Regions from separate parts of the Sus scrofa genome. Here region 1 is linked to region 2. The links are chromatin contacts, called in public promoter capture Hi-C maps. All regions are on one chromosome and are shown on one strand. The core of a region is the stretch at or near the end of the contact, and the rest is flanking DNA. Distances in the headings are between cores, read along the strand shown.

The links. Promoter capture Hi-C pulls out the DNA fragments that hold promoters and counts their contacts.
Region 1: a contact with region 2 is called in a promoter capture Hi-C map of liver, with 5 times the contacts expected there. The contact joins the promoter of C4H8orf37 here to the promoter of UQCRB in region 2. A contact is called at or near these places in 1 of 5 promoter capture datasets (liver) and 1 of 2 datasets of contacts at active chromatin or transcription factors (alveolar macrophages).

What each region holds. Positions count from the first base shown.
Region 1 is chr4:41,372,251-41,375,453 of Sscrofa11.1, forward strand. C4H8orf37 (protein C8orf37 homolog) reads left to right here and starts at 1,475. Exons shown (of 6, transcript XM_001924281.4): 1 at 1,475-1,672. The coding sequence starts at 1,518. It overlaps TRNAS-AGA (a tRNA gene), which reads left to right and starts at 956; the gene lies at 956-1,037.
Region 2 is chr4:40,401,703-40,405,066 of Sscrofa11.1, forward strand. UQCRB (ubiquinol-cytochrome c reductase binding protein) reads left to right here and starts at 1,602. Exons shown (of 4, transcript NM_001185172.1): 1 at 1,602-1,653. The coding sequence starts at 1,635.

The DNA.
Region 1 (3,203 bases), core at 225-2,724, 970 kb after region 2:
AAGTTAAGAAGAAATTCACAATAGTAAGCCATTATACAGTATTTCAGATACAACAGATATAAATAATCTCAACAGCAGAAAATATAGTAAAATGTAGGAAAATAACTAGACTGTGGTGAATTCTGAGTATTGCTTTTTTTAATATGGTTAATTTAATTGTGGGGTTTATATAGTTTGATTTATTTTTTAATTTAATTTTAGTAATGGTTGCATTTAACAACTGGCTCCCAAAACACCCAAAACTTCAGAGGTGGGCTCTAGTGAGCAGGCACATTCACTCCATCACACCACTTCAGGGACATTAAAGTTATTCTGAACAAACAGCAAACCAAATAAATGAGGCTATTAATTCATTCGGATCAAACTATAGCCAGTTTCCAAGGTTGTCAACCTCTGTATTATCCCACATTAGAAACACTCAAAGTTCAAGTTTCAGTGCGCATAATATTGTAGGAGTAGGATTAACTGACAATATCTTGCATTTGTATCATGAATTACACTTTTCAAAGTACTGCTTTTAAGGCAGGGACAGTCTGGGAGCTCTTTGGCTAAGAGAGAGCGGGAGGGGTGGAGCCAGCAGCCAGGAGCCAGGCAAGGAAACCTGAAGGCTGGGCGTTGGGGGGCACTGAGGTTCCCGGTTCCCTCCTGGAAACGGTTCCATCACTCTGCCGGCAGGTGTACCAGGCTTTTCGCCCTCTGTCCTGTTTTCTGACTCTAACTTTAGCGATTTTACTAGAATTCAGTTTTTTTTCTGATGGGGAATCAAAGGGTTGGAAGGGACACGCTCAAAGAGCCTTTCAAAAAACTACAATTATTAGTCCCAAAACATTCAAACATGCTGTTATCTGACAGAACAGCATTGTTATGTCTTACTCGCGAACCAAACATACCTGTTACTGCAGCAGACACTTGCGTGTAGATTCTACATAGATCACTGCTGAAATTAACACCAGCAGTAGTCGTGGCCGAGTGGTTAAGGCGATGGACTAGAAATCCATTGGGGTCTCCCCGCGCAGGTTCGAATCCTGCCGACTACGGGCAGGTACACTTTTGCTATGAACATGGCCTTCCTTTTGCAGGCTTCTCCACAGACTATTTGAACTATTTATGAACGTTTAGGATAGGAGGGGGACCCCCAATGGGGCCAGAAGAAGAGCAGATGAAAGAGTCAGGGAGTCGTGTGACTGTTGTTACAACCTGAGTCCAGGAGAGGGAGATGGAACAAAACACTCCAGACATCCTGGAACAAAGACAAGCGAGGCAGCGCCAGGTTACGCAGAAAGGAACAGCTCCGACCACCAGCTCCACCAGAAAGCCTGCGCCACGGGGCCTCCGGAACCCAACTAGACCTTCCACGACAGCGCTCTTGCGCTGCGGCCTCGCCGGGACCCGGGCGGCCCTGGGACAGCGCACGCATGCGCGAGGACGGCGAGCGCGCGCAGCGTGTCCTCGCGTTGCCCCTGGAAACCACGCAGTACTATAGCAACTGCAGAGGCGGAGGGCTGTGACAATTCAAGATGGCGAAGGACCTGGACGAGCTCTTGGATGAGGTCGAGTCCAAGTTCTGCGGATCAGACCCCCTGAGACTGGGCATTGTCGAGCGGCCCAGAGGCTGCGGCGGCGGTGTCCTCAGCAACGACCGGAGCCGAGCCGAGGAGAAAGAGACTCTCAGGTTAACGGGCGGGAGGGGTGGGCTGCTCTGGTAAAGCCTGCTCCAGGCCCTAAAGCCACCCCTCCGCCGCCGGACCCTAAGGAACGCACCCCCTCGCCCGAGACTGCCGGCTCCTCTCCCTGTTAGGGACCAGACCCTTGATTGCCCGCTCCCAGGGCCGCACACACTCTAACTTCTTGTCCTCGAGGATCCTGTCATCTCTTCCCAAGGCCCGACTCCGCCCCTGAGCAAACCCCGACACCTGGCCCCGGCCATGCCTCGTCTCTGAGAGCCCAAGGCTTCACCCGGTTTCTGTCACCCAGATAAATCCCAGGGGGTTCCGATGGGGTACAGGTGGTGCAGCCTAGGCGCCCTTTCTTGAGCGCCGAGGGGTCACGGTGACCCGGCCTCCGTTTGCCTGAGCTGTTGTCATCCTCTTTTGAGGCGCCACCTCAAAGGAGAACCTCATCATCTTGCCTCTGACCCTGTACCTCAGGCAAGCAATCATTGGGCTGATTGTTGGGGAAAAAAAAAAATGCTTCCATTCTGTTCCATCATCAGTTGATTTCTTTTAACTCAGAGAATTAGATGAGATTAGATATATGATAAAAGGGTTTAATTATTGGTAATTGGTACTGTCTTTATTAATCCTAACCACCTTCCTTCTACCCACGGCCCCAGCTCAGAGTACCAGAGGATCTGAGGCATCCAAATTGAAATTTGGAGAATTTCCTTAAGTCTTCGGTTTTGATAAAAAAAAAAAAATCTTTCGGATTTGTCAGTCATTTTTCTTTAGTGTAATTATAAAATAATAGGACTGTCTTCTTTATCTCATTTCCCCCTCAACCCCAAAAAACCAAAAGTTTTGCCAGAACAAGTATTGTCCTTCAAAGTGATGGCTTGGGAGCAGTACCTCTTGCTTGAATCTCTTGGAAACACTTGTGGAATTACACAGAGACAGCTTTGGAACAGCCCAAGAAAGTCATTCTTTTTCATTTATGGCTGTATTCCTGGGTTTGGTTTTGTTTTTGTGTGCCTGTGTGTAATTTCCCAGATGTATTACCCAACACCATTGGCTGCACAGTTTACCAGATTTACTTCTCATGACATTTGTTTGTTTATAAAAATTCACCCTCAGAAGATAAAAACATTGGAAAGAGTCTAAAGTTCAGAAACAGAAGTTCTGAAAATTAGTCAAGTACTGGGCAGCACTCTAAAAAATAAATGTAGAACCAGCTAAAAGCTAGACTGCTTTGAATGGGCCCATTTGACTTTGTGTACAAAGATGACTCGTTAATTTGAATATCATTATCTTGAGCGCTAGACATCCTTATGGGCTCATTCCCAGCACATCTGCCATCCTGATCCCGCATTACCTACCAATTTCTTTGTACTTTTTATTCATTGCTTTGGGGAAATGGAGAGACTTTCTCAAACAGCCTTCCGGAGCCTATTCATCGGAGGAGAACTGGCGCAGAGGGGTAGAATATCTTGGAGCAGCCTGCTCAGAATGGGAAGGGTTACTAAAGTGCACATATTCTCCGTTTACATG
Region 2 (3,364 bases), core at 352-2,851:
CAGGGATATGTGTCTTCATGGAGTTCTCTAATGGATGAGATCACATAACAGGAAACAAGGAAGAAGGATGAGCTAGGAGGCAAAGCATGGAGCCATCCTGCCTAGCCTTTCTTTGGCTCAGAACCTCATTTTGCCTTTATTAACAACCCTCTCAGAATGGGCTATCTGTGTTGCTGTAATGAACAGTCCTAAAACCACAAGTATTTTGTTGTTGTTGTTTGTTGTATTGTCAGGGCTGCATCCAAGACACATGGAGGTTCCCAGTCTAGGGGTCGAATCAGAGCTATAGCTGCTGGCCTACACCACAGCCACAGCAACACCAGATCCTTAATCCACAGGGAAGCCAGGGATAGAAGCCACGTCCTCATGGATACTTGACGGGTTTGTTACTGCTGCACCACAATGGGAACTCCCAAATACAAATTTCTTTTTAAAACATAGCATGATGAGAGGGATTTAACCTTTGACTCTTCTCATGACTGTGTTCAGCAAGAGAACTTGCTTATATGTGGAGAGCTGTCACTGTGGAGCATATCTTCTTTTGCAGGGAAAAGTTACTTGGATAGTCCCCTCTCTGCCTCACCCACTAATTAATCATTTATTTTGCTTTGCATCCTTTAGTAAAATTCTTCTCCCTTAACAGTTTGTGACACTGCTGCCCCTGGGTTTTTATACCTCAGATGAAACATGTTGGAATTGAGACAGTGAAAGTAGTTATTTTACCTTAAAATTGCATTCAAGGAGTTGCCTTTGTGGCTCATGGAGTTAAGGACCCAACGTTGTCTCTGTGAGGATTCCGTCCTCCTTCAGTGGGTTAAGGATCTGGTGTTGCCCAAAAGGTACAGCCTAAATTGCAGATCCAGTTCGGATCCATTGTGGCCTAGGCCTTGGCTGAAGCTCCAGTTAGAACTCTGGCCCAGGGAACTTCCATATGCCGCAGGTGTAGCCATAAAAACAAACAAAAAAATCACAAGGCACTCAAATTCTCTTAACTAGATTTCCACTAAAAAGTCTTGATGTACAACTTCACCTGGAGAAACTGAAGGTCAGAGAAGGTGTCTCCTGGATTAGTGGGGTAGCACATGGCCCTACAATTAAGGAGTGCCACAGTTTTATCCAGTCTCAGATTCTGGAAGATGAATCTGGATTCTCCCTACCTTGTGTGCCCTTGGACAATTTATGAAAGCTTTCTGAGCCTGTTTCCTCTTCCCTACAATAGGTACGATCACAGTAGTATTTATCTTACAGATTTAGAATTAAATGAAAATACGTCCAGAAACTGCTTAGCATGGTGCTTGGCAGAAAGGGCGCAATTCATACTGCCTCAACTCTCAGAGCTCGTCAGTAACACAACCCAAGCTAAAGCCCTGGTGTCCTAATTCCCTGCCTAGTGTTTCCCCCATCAGGTCACAAGTACCGCCTCTTGGAACCGGGACCAGTTCCAGACCCGCTGGATGGATAAAACCCAGGGGGCTGGAGAGGTGTGCAGGGCAGGAACCAAACACCGGCCGCCAAAACTGCGCCTGCGCGAGCGTCCTCCCTCTCCTCGCGACGTGACGTAGCGCGCCTGCGCACTGGACCCTGCGCGTCCTTTAGGACTTACCCATCAGGCAACGCTTCTGTCTCGGGTCAAAATGGCGAGCAGGCCTGCTGGTAAGTGAGTGGCATCTTGCCTGGCTGACGTCGCAGCGCTTAACCTATTTTCGCAGCAACTTGCTCGTCTTCCTTTGCTCTAAGTGGCTAGGTTTGCGGCATAAGGGAAGGCGGCGGCGGCCCGCCTGAAAGACGCTTGGGTCCTACCCCCTTGCTGTCGCTAGGCCGGGCTCGCCCAGAGGGTTGGGATAGGACCTGCTGTGGTGAAGGTACCCGCGGTGGCTGCCACAGCCCTGGTGTTCAGGCTTCTCGTGCTCGGCAGCCCTTCCCCTCGGCCTTAAAAGAGTTCAAGGGCACCAGGAGATAATCAGTGGCTGACCTTGAACCCAAATGAACTGAGTACTTATTGTGAGCCAAGCGCTGTCATGTGCGTTCGCTCGATCAGTTCTCCCGCCGGCGCGAGGGGGACGGTGGTTAGTTTTCCTTTTAGGCTGGTGAGATAACTGAGGCAAAGTGACCGGAGGAAATAGGGCTGGAAACCTGTTCCACCTTTCGCTCTTCTCAGACTGGGAGTTAGAGGCAGCTGAGCAAGGGTTATAGTGAAGTTTCAGGTTGACCTTGGCTTATCTGGAACGTCAAGTTGATCTGTGGATTTGGAGAAATTTTCATTTATTGTAGGCATTGGGATGAACGTATATTATGGAATAGAATGCAGAAACAACCGGAATATTTAAAACAGGACGTTCTAAGGTAGGGTTTTCTTTTTTCTCTTTTTTGGCCAATCGCTGCCCTCTGGCGGTGTGAATTGGAATTAACTTTTAAAAAATGTTTTCTCTCTGCCCCAGCAATTGTGAAGCTAGTAAGGAAACATCAGATTGCCAGATAAGTTGGTTATCTAAATCACATTGAGCTTTTCAGAGGTGGTGGAAACTTTTAAGAATTCATTACTTCATTAATTGGGCAGCTATTTAAGGCGTTCTGCTTCTGTGCTGCGTTTGGAAACTAGGTAGACCTGGCCTAAACCCTATCACTAGCTGCTTCTGATCTTGAATAAATCTTACTCCTCTTATGCAAGGACAAGAGTGTTGTAAATAACTAGCGAATGGGAGTTAAAGCAGATAGAATAGTGCCTGGCACACAGTGAATATTAATCGTTATTACCATCACTGGTAAATACAGTTGTCTCCTACAAATATGTTTGTAGTTTGTTGACTCTTTGGTAGTTGTTTTCCTAGAAGCAGTGCAGTTATGTGGTGCTTAATTTGCAAAGAGATTTACCAAAGCTGTGTAATCTGGGATGTAATAAGGAGGGTTTGAGATTAAAGAGTTTGCTTTCCTTCCTTGGTAAGGGGCTAGCCCTAAGACAACATTTTTTTTTTTTTTTTTTTTTCCTTTTTTGGCCACACTTCTGGGCCAGGGCTTGATTCCAAGCTGCACCTCCGGCATTCCTTAACCGGCTGCACCACAGCGGGAACTCCAAGACAGGAATTTTAAAAGAAAATTTAAACTTACCATACCTCCTCTTCTGTATCATACCTCTCCTGAAACCTCAGGCACTCTCGCATTGCTCTCCGCCCCTACTGGGTAACCCATCAGGCACAGTCCTGTTCCCAAAGAGTTTTTTTGGTTTGTTCGTTTGTCTTTTTAGGGCTGCACCCTCTGCATATGAGGTTCCCAGGCTAGGGGTCGAATCAGAGCTGTAGCCACTGGCCAACACCACAGCCACAGCCATGGCCTACACCACAGCCACAGCCATGCCAGATCCAAGCCG